Regions from separate parts of the Zea mays genome. Here region 2 is linked to region 1. The links are chromatin contacts, called in public Hi-C maps. All regions are on one chromosome and are shown on one strand. Each heading gives the region's core, a stretch centred on a gene start, on an enhancer-like site or on the middle of the called end of the contact. The rest is flanking DNA. Distances are from core to core; before and after follow the strand shown.

The links. A called contact is a pair of places that touch in the nucleus more often than the background predicts.
Region 2: a Hi-C map of tassel shows a contact between it and region 1, with 2.6 times the contacts expected there. The contact joins the promoter of LOC100285295 here to the enhancer-like site in region 1. A contact is called at or near these places in 5 of 25 Hi-C or Micro-C datasets (bundle sheath, ear, leaf and 1 more).

What each region holds. Positions count from the first base shown.
Region 1 is chr5:16,450,696-16,455,746 of Zm-B73-REFERENCE-NAM-5.0, forward strand. No RefSeq gene overlaps it. Among protein-coding and RNA genes, the nearest start is that of LOC100193927, 31 kb to the left of the region's middle. Within about 2 kb of position 1,851, at least 16 of the 20 cell types and tissues checked have an H3K27ac peak or open chromatin away from gene starts, as enhancers often do. A contact at or near this core is called in ear and tassel, where this site is marked.
Region 2 is chr5:16,516,941-16,521,982 of Zm-B73-REFERENCE-NAM-5.0, forward strand. It overlaps LOC100285295 (nicotianamine synthase 3), which reads right to left and starts at 1,760. Exons shown (of 1, transcript NM_001321408.1): 1 at 329-1,760. The coding sequence starts at 1,405. The coding sequence ends at 335. LOC100274537 reads right to left here. Exons shown (of 5, transcript NM_001148893.1): 3 at 4,372-4,427; 4 at 3,278-3,332; 5 at 2,910-3,173. The coding sequence ends at 3,098.

The DNA.
Region 1 (5,051 bases), core at 601-3,100:
ATAGGTATGAGTTTCCATGGGTATTCACCAATCAGACTATCACCTTAATCAGTTCCATTTTATTTCAAGTTTAGAGAAGTCTTTGATTTCTTTAGTCACACATAACACACTATACTATACCATTTTATCAGTACCATTTTATTTAAAAATGTGACCAACTATAAAGTTGCATAACTTTTTGATATCTACAAATTCTATTTTAATAGTTTCTACATCCGAGACCGTTTACAAAATTTGAATTTTAAATTTGAAAACTTCACACGATTTTTCAATGATAAGATGATTTCAAATAAAAAAGTTGACAGTTACAAAGTTTCATAACATTTCAAGACCTACAACTTTTATTTTGGTGGTTTTTCCATCCGAGGTAGTTTTAAAATTTTAAAATTCAAAATTCAAACATAGTTTTGCATGGCAAGATGATTTCAAACCAAAACATTATCAACTACAAAGTTTTATAACTCTTCAATACCTACAACTTTCATGTTGGTGGTTTTTTATTTCGAGGTTGTTTTCAAAATTCAAATTTTAAATTTTTTAAATTCAGGCATAGTTTTCGTTTACAATATGACTTCAAATGAAAAAGTTGTCAACTACAAACTTGTATAACTTTTCAAGATCTACAAAGTTTATTTTGGTTGTTTGATCATTTGTTCATCTCACATGATAGTTCTAACAATATGCACAAATTCTATACATATCTCTCGTAGTTTCATAAACTACGAAAGAGATATAAGTTTTATGAACAAATTTATTTTTAGTTTATCATATGAAGAAATGTTCAAAATATAAAATGTACATCATGATGAGTTATACAAATTTGTAGTTGAAAACTTTTTCATTTGAATTAATTTACTGCTTTAAAATGTGATTTTTAAAATGTGTATGCAGTTGGCTTGATGTGAGACAATAAGCTAAACCCACGGGTTTTCCATGGGTTTCCACCCAGTTACGGGTTGGTTTGGGATCAATAATGTTATTGGATGGGTTGGGTTTAACTTCACTCTAGTATTTTTGGTTGGGTGTGGGATGGATATCAAAGTAATTAGATTTGGGTATGGGTGGGAGTGGATTGGATTTTTTTGCCATTAGCAGGCCTAGTTTCAGTGCATCGAGTGGTCCTAGCTTGTAGCCCGGATCAATCCAGACATGATGCGTGCGAATTTGGATTTTATTGCAATTTTTCATCATGATGCATGCATGTTTTTTTTTTTTGGTCGACCGCGTGCATTCACTGTTGAGGCGTACGGCCTTTGCATATACTACTGGGAAACAGCAATACAGACATAAAGGCAGGCATTCATGGGCTTAATTAGCCTGCAAGTATCATTTGAGTTAAGTATTAGAGCATGTACAGTGGTATTTAATGTGGCGTCTCTTAAGGTGTTTTAGGGGTTATTTGCAAAATAATCTTAGAGCCGTCTCTCCGTGAAGAGACACCTCTGGCTCGTAAACCAAGTAACAACAGACGCCTCACTTCCCACTGTATGAATTTGTCGTCTGTTCTATCGATCTGATGCTATACAAATACATTTAATTCTGTATTTATTAATAGACTACGTTTATAGACACTCCATTGTACAATAGAGTCTCTTAGTTGTCTCCTGTGCTTGTAGAATTGTTTTGCCTTATATATATACGGCGACTCACACAAGGAACAAAATTAACGGCATGCGTAGCCTGCAAGCAGTTAAATTAATCCGACCGATCAAATCGACCGTCGAAGCAAGCAGTGGGTTACGAGGCGAGCATGCGAGAGCTGCATGCCGCAGCGCAGCAGTAGCACATGAAGCGGGCCGGAGAGTGGTTTGTTATAGTGCTCGTGTACGTACGTGTCAGAGTGTTGTTTACGTTACGCCAGCGCGCGCGCGCCATCATGCACGCATGCATGCCGCGTGACAGTTTGTGAGCTTGAGGCCGTCTGATCTGCTGATCCACGTAAAAATAATGCTCATCGCGTACGGGCACTAATTAGTCCACTGTGCTGTAGTGGGCTGTATGAGGCTAAGATTACTGGACCGGTCCGGTTAAAAATACTTTCTTACACTATAAATTATACTATATTTTTTTTCATGTAGTGATCGAAGATTAAAATAGAAGGCGACAACAGAAAGACATGTGACCTCAACCTAAATACTCCAGTAGAGTCAATTCCTTTAACCTGTGCACTACTGCATCCCTAAATCATAAACCCTAAACCTCAAAAATAAGATTTCTGTACTTGCACAGATTGCGAGCTCCGCAGTCTCGCACGACGCCGGGGACGATCTGAAGAACACTCGAACGTTGCGAGGAGCTAGCGACACGGACTCGCGTACGTGCCCTGAGGATCGGAGTGGGGCCGCCGTGCTGACGTTGCAAAGGAAGTGGAGGAGCACCGCTGCAGTGGCAGCTAGCCGCCACCGACCACACTGCGACTGCTGCCGGCTGGGTGAACAATTTTCTTTTTTATTGATTGACACCACACCACCGCCGAGCAGCAATGCGACCGTTTGCGTGCGTTTGGATTTGGTGATCGGCGGCCACGCATGCAATCACATGCAGGCTGTTGAGGGACATCCCTGCAACTGCAAGGCTGCAACCGAGCTATGCTCGATAAATACCTCTGATTATATACACTGTTCACAAGAGATAAAAGAGACTTAGGGTGTATTTGGTTTGGCTTTTGGCTTTAGCTTTTGCCCCCTAAAAGCCAAAAGCCAACCAAAGGGCTGGATCCAGGAAGCAGCTTTTTCTAAAAGCCGACTTTCTCGTAGTGCAAAACTGAAAGCACCCCTAGACCTGCTTTTAGTGGCTTTTGAATGGAACTGTGAAAACATATATCGAAGAACTTTTAACGACTTTTAGTGGTTTCCACCAAACGATTTTTAGCTTTTTAACAGCACACAGCCTACAGCAGCTTTTTCCACAGCTCACAGCCCACAGCAACTTTTTCCACAGCCACAGCCCAACCAAACAGACCCTTATCCAAATTTACCTTGCGTCGTTTTTTTTTCACCAACAGCTAATTCTTGGCTAAGTTGAGTTTTGTTACCAGCTATACGCTAATAAATTTGGGCTTTTGGCTACCAAATAAGTGATATTTTGGGGTTGTTTGAAATGAACTGCTGTGGACTTTTAATAAAAAAACATCTCTTGTTCATGTTAGGTTTGAACGTTTAAAAATGATGCGTATACGAGTAGACCTGTGTTGAAACATAGTTTCATTAAGAAAAATGCGTTTGTTATGTTAGCACAAATAATAATATGAGGATTCCTAGCCAGAGATAGGGGGGTCAGGGTGTGTGATTACTTGTAGCTGCAGCGGGCAGCGATATTATAACTTATTATATCGAGTTTAGACAACCTCGAAACATCATAATGAAAAAATAGACCTTTTTTGCTTGCTTGCTGTTGGCGTCGATCTATACGTACATCACCGGGAGATGAGTCGCCTGGCTGTGCTATCTGCGACTTGGGCATAGGAGCGGCTCCTCTGCGTACGTCCGGATGGTCCACACCTGAGGCTCAAACGGTCTGCGATGGCACAAAGATTCGTCTTCTTCACGGCAGACCCAGATCTCACCTCTCGGGAGAGACCCCATCGGGGAAGACAGATCCTAGGGTGTTTCTTGGTGTCAGCAGGACACCCAAGACGTCTCTAGTCGACATAGAACCAGAGAGGTGAAGATTTGAGGTAGAGGGAGGGTAGACTAGGGCTAAACTAGATCTACTCCTAATGCATAAGATAAAAATGATAAGTATAGTTGATTGTATCGATTGTGGGTGGTTCAATCGGCCGTAACCCTTCATCTATATATAGCGAGGAGGTCTAGACCCGTTACAAGTTGGTTCCTGAGTTAATCCCACAGATTTTGCTAACAAATCCCGCTACAAATCCAGAACTCTAATTGATTCTGTGCACGCGCTGACCGTCCGCGCCACCACCGTGGACCGTCCGGACCGTCCGACCTAAAGGGTCGGACCGTCCATCTATCCATTTCTGGGTTCAACATATGCCCTATCTTTTGGTGGATGTTGACGAATAAAAAACATATGTACTACCAGCACTCTTCGAAAAACATTAGATCTCACAAGTCATCTTGTTCCTGAAGTCGCAGACAAAGAACTAAGTCTGATGCAAATCATGGGCTTTTAATCTGATAGGGTGATCGTTCAGTGGAGCTCTAATGAATAAATGCCGTTTTGGATTGCATCTTTCTCAACCATTACCATCCATCAATAAGTCAAAAGGTATAGATTGGAGGTGCCCCTAGCCTGGATAGGCAAAGGGACTATGCATGTACCATGTGTTCATTGTCGTACCATTCCACATTTGAACAAGACAATATATCAACGATGAGTAGGCGGATGGAAGATATCCTAGCATCACTGGATGAATAGGTGGTGCTTGTTGCGTCGCCTTTTCAGACCGTTTTGTTTTAGCAGGTGGTCGGGGTTTCTTTGTTGGTCGATCGTGTAGAACGACCTTCTTGCTAGCGTATTTGGAGAGCAATTGATCAAAAAAGGGTCAGCTTTGGCCAGTCGACCGTGTGTGTTATATGTGCTTTGCTTCTGCATCTCATTTCTCGCTTTCTGTGGAGATTGACGCATTTAGCCATGAGCGGATTGTCCAGCTGAGTCAGCTGGACCGTCTATTCAAGCACCAGACCATCCACACGCAGGTGCCGGACCATCTGTGATGCTCAAGTCAGGGAGCTTTGCCCGACTGCTTGATTGAGTCTGCCCTGCGGCACCTCCAGACTTGTTAATTTTCCTATCCAGAGCTTTCATAGCAATCCCTCCTTGTGATATATTAAAAGTTGCCTAGAGGGGGGTGAATAGGCAAGTTAAGGGCATGTTTGGTTTGTGGCTAAATGTGCCACACTTTGCCTAAGTTTAGTCGTTCGAATTGAATAACTAACCTTAGGCAGAAAAGTTAGGCAAAATATGGCAATTGAGGTAACGAACCAAACATGCCCTAAAACTTTTTCAACAAAAACTAGAAGCAAACTGGGTAAAACTGAATTGATCTCGAAATTCACCCAGTTAACTTTGGAAATGAGATGTTC
Region 2 (5,042 bases), core at 510-3,009, 66 kb after region 1:
ATTGTACGAATTTGTCGTCTATTCTATCGATCTGATGCTATACAAATACATTTAATTCTGTATTTATTAATAGACTACGTTTATAGACACTTCATTGTACAATAAAGTCTCTTAGTTGTCTCCTGTGCTTGGAGAACCGTTTTGGTGTCTCTCTACTGTACATGCCCTTAGCTAGCGGATATAAATTAGGCGCACCCTGTGCGGATTATTACCATATCCATGCGGTGTGGGCACATAGACGTAGTAGGGGATTACTATTTACTAGATCGATCAGATAGATGTAAAACTGGCATCCATGCTTGTTGCTTGTGGTGTGTGCCGTGTGCCTGCCTGCCTAGGACGGCAGCTGCTCCATGGCCACCTCCTCCATCTTCTGGTGCGTCCGGGCCTCCATCTCGCAGCAGAGGCAGCAGGGCCGGCTGAGCACGGCGCCGTGCCCGTGGGCGTGCGCGTGCGCGTGCCCCACTCCGGCGACGGGGACGGGCTTACGCGCGACGATGACGGAGTTGATCACCTCCCCCTCCGGGTGGTGCACGGCGAGCACGTCGAAGCCGCCGCGGCGGATCTCGTCTGGGTCGACGACGGGGTACAGGAAGGCGCGCGCGCCGTGCGCGCTGCGCACCACCAGCGCGGCGCCGGGCGCCATGTGCCTCCCGAGGTGCTCCACCACGCGCGCCTTCTCCTCGGCCGCCACGCCCACGAGCGCCGCCAGGAAGACGACGTCGTAGGTGGCCAGGCCCCGCGTGACGTGGGCCACGTCGGAGGTGCGGAACGCCATGCGCGCGGCGAGCGCGGCGTCGGCGCGCACGAGGCGGCGCGCCCGGCCGTTGGCCTCCGCGCAGATGTCGTAGTTGTCGAAGGCGGCGGCGGGGAGGTGGCGCGCGGCGAGCACGAGGGAGCTGAGCGGGAGCGGGCCGGACCCCACGAAGGCGACGCGGGCGGGCGGCGGGCCCGGGACGTGGCGCGCCAGCAGGCCGTGCTCCAGCTCGCCCAGCAGCAGGTAGTTGCCGAAGTAGGGGAAGAGCGGCAGGTGGTCCAGCGGGCTGTCCAAGGCCGCCAGCAGGTCCGAGTAGTGCGCCTCCAGCTGGGCCTCGGCGTCGGCGCAGCGGCGGATGAGGCCCGCGCGCATGCGCTGCAGCTCCGGGCCCAGGCGTTCCACGTCCACGGTGCTGCGCGGGATGCAGGCCGTGACGAGGTCCGTGAACAGCGCGTTCACCTCCGGCGACGGGCTCAGCGACGGCAGCTTCGCGATGGCGGCGGCCAGGCCGGAGATCTTGCGCACCAGCGCGGCCTCCGCCTCATTCTCCAGCGGCAGCACCTCGACGGCTCCTACTTCATGTACGTCTTCCATCTCCATCTGCTGCTGCTGCTTCTCATCGTCATCGTGCTTGCCCATGACGACCATGAACGCGTGGTGTGTGATCACAGTCGGTCACAGCGCTTGCTGCTTCGCTTTGGAGTGGGCGAGGTATACTAGCTACACTGTGTAGTGTATATATATATACTACCCGTGTCCGTGTGTGTGCCCGCCACGAGCCTCTGCTTATTTTTTTCTCTCCACACACGCAACGAAAGGCAGTCGCGATCGCGAGAAAACGCGTACAACTTGGCGAGTGCAGATCCGTTTCATTTGTATCGTGGCTGGAATGGAGCAGTAGCTATATATACGACGATGGGTACCCCCATAACAATAATTCAACTTCCATGCATATGTCGTGTCGTTGCCTTATCTTTCTTTACTCGATGAATACTATTCCCCCCAAGAATATGTTATATATCTTTCTCCGCTTTACGCTAGCCCCAAGAGGAATACATAGACGTCGTCCCGCGCAAGCCGAATAGTTGGTTATGTGCGCCTGCGTCGTCTGCATCCTTTCATCGAAAAGCAGGTTCCATTTGAGATGCTGCTGCCGCCTGTTGCATTGGCCAAGGATGAATCGGGTCCGTGGAGCCACAACGGCCACCACCAAAAGCCTCCTGGCCGGGTATCACCAGAATGTATGGTTGCTTGCCTTGCCTGCCCATTTCTGCTGTTCAGGCTTTTTTTTCTTCTCTAGCTGTACACGCAAACCGCGAGAAAGCAGCCGGAGATACGTAGTAGACGATGCTGCTATATACTTCAGAAAGCTCCAATTAACCAAGGAGCATGCATTGATCTTGCAGGAACAAGGCAGGCACAGTAACAGATTTGATATATGGAACCAAGGAATCGTATATATATCGAACAAATTAAACTAAAGCTAGATCGATCTCATTCAGGAGGGATGCAGGACGCAGCTGCAACTGTATGCAAGCGTACGTACTAAGCTAGCTAGCTGGTATCGCATATCCTTGTGCCACTTACTGGCATCGTATCGGTACGTACGTAGTTTTAACTGAATCAGGCTCCTGCAAAGACCATATCGTTTGCCAATCACTTGCTCTTAAGGTTTTTATCTTAAGGTTTTTATCTTAAGCGTACGTAGTTATGACAAGATGATTTTTATCTTAAGGTTTGATGGTTTGCCAATCACTTGCTCTTTGTTGAGGCAAAGCCAAGATTGATGCTGATCCTCTTTTTAATGATGATTTGCAAGCCTACTCTCTGTTAAAAGGAGGGACCGTACAGGAGCTCTAGCACTTGATGTGGTTCAGATGAACCACTTGACACTTTTCACATTTCAGTTCTACTAGAGTCGCTCTTCTCAAAAGTGACCTCCCGTGGGATGGGCACAACAACCCTCATAATTCGATCTAATTTTGAAGCACCACTCGTGCGTGTTACCACGGAGTCCACAAGTTCTAATATAATTGGCAAAATAGATTAGAATGGGCTTCAAGCCTGCGGTTGTCTATACTTGTGAGAGAGCAAAAAATAATTGCATTAAAAAACAAGGTTTCCCCTGAAGCAGATCTCCCAAATCTTTCCTGTTATCCTGTCCCAATGCAAGGTTGCTGATTGCTCTGTTCAATCACAGCATTATCAAATTGAAATGCACAAAATCAATTAAGCTTGCTGGTGACTCGTTCAATCTTTCTGCAAATTTTATCATTATGTTTAACCATGCTGCATTGTAGAGTATTAATATTCTAACAATTCTGATATACATGCTACAGATCATTCTTTGTTCAGCACTCTTGGCACTTTGATATATGGATCATCATAACTTGGAATGGCCTCCTTTATGGCATCTCTGCATTGACAAAAAAAACCAAAAATGATAAAGACACTCGGGTTTTCGTTGCAAAGCATTTAGTGCTTTAGTAAAAACCATGGAAGACTCATTGCCCTGCTCACCTGTTATCGAATGTTTCAGGCTTATCTTTTCTCAAAGAAATATCAGCCGTTGTACCTGTGGATGAGATAGTGGAACATGAAAATTGTAATTCGTTGAAATAAACATACAAAAACAGACTAACAGTTAATAAGCATTGTGTAACGGGTTTTGTGTAGGGAATCAAATAAAACATTTGGTTTTTGGATGAAAGCATTAGAATTCAGAACTAATTGTTCAAAATGTAATTAAGTGATGACATTATAATCCTTCTCCCATGATTATTCCATTTCACATATGATGCCAAGCACAGTACTGGTAGGAAACAAATGGCTAAATGCCTATTTGGCAATAATATTTCTCAAAACCATGGTTTTACAATACTATAATTTGCAATTGTCATGACAATACCATAGTTTTGGTCAGCTCCAAGAATACCATTGTTTTGAGAAACATTGTCTAGATACAACATTGTAAACCATGGTATTTAGGCAAAAGCCATGCCTTTGGGTTGGAGTGAAGTTTACAATGCTCAAAAAATACTATGCTATCTAGAATACCATGGTTTTGAAAACATCGTTTTTAAGAATGCAGCCAAACACCTTATAGCATAAAAGTATTCCTATAAGGCCATCTCCAGCAGATCCCTATCTCATCCCCTATTTCAAACTTAACTCTGCAAACAGTGTCAATCAGTATCATCCACCGAAGACAGCCTAAACCATGGTATTGTCTAGAAACTATAAAAATACTTTACTTCCAAATAGGCCCTAAATGCTCACTACAAGCCCTCTACTGTGTCACAACTAATTGGGATGGGTAACTCATTAAATCATGTTTTCATGCACATTGAAAATGGGTTAAGCTTTATGCCTTCAAAATTCTAGTAAATCAAGTGATATTAACATGATGTCTAGCACAGTGCTAGTATGGAGTAGATGGCTAAATGCTACTAGAAGCCTTATATCGTGTCACAACTGGGATAGGAACTTAGCATCAGTAAATCAATTTTAAAGCATATCGAAGTGGGGAAAGGATTTATGCTTTCCAAATTATAGCAAATCAAGAGACGCTAATAAATAATAATCAATCATGAGAATGCCACCAAGATGCATACCAGCTCTAAGTGAAGGCTCAATGGACTCAAGGTCTACTGCCTGAAGTTGCCCAAACCTGTAAAGAAAATAAAAACAAAGAGCAGCTAAGCTCTACCCTGAAATAACCAGTGAAGCTTTGATTTTCTTACAGTGCGTACAAATAGAAACCAAAACCCAACACTCTCATAGTGTGAAACATTCATGATCTTCCCATTTTGCGATTAAGAATCACATAACTACACAAAATAAAAACATCCACTCTGATCAAGTTATACAAATCTAAAACATATCCCTTAACTGTGGCAGTATTTTGGGTTTTCTGTTCAATAAGGCAGAAGAGGGAGGTCTGCTAGCAACTTTCAAGGGGGAAAAGGCTGCACAGAATTTCTATGTATGCAGACGATGTGGTTTTATTCCTGCACCCTTTGATATCTCTGTTACTCTGGAAATTCTTCAGTTATTTGGAGATGCTTCTGGCTTCTACAATAGTGCACAGAAGTCCAGCATTTTTCCCATTAGGTGCCCCGTGGATACCTTATTGGAAGTCCAGACCCTGCTGCCCTGTGATGTTGCAGCCTTCCCTTGCCGGTATTTAGGTCTTCCTCTTTCCATTCATAAGTTAAACAGACATCATTTTCAGACTTTGGTTGAAAGGGTTGCTGATCGGCTGCCGCATTAGAAGGCGGATCTA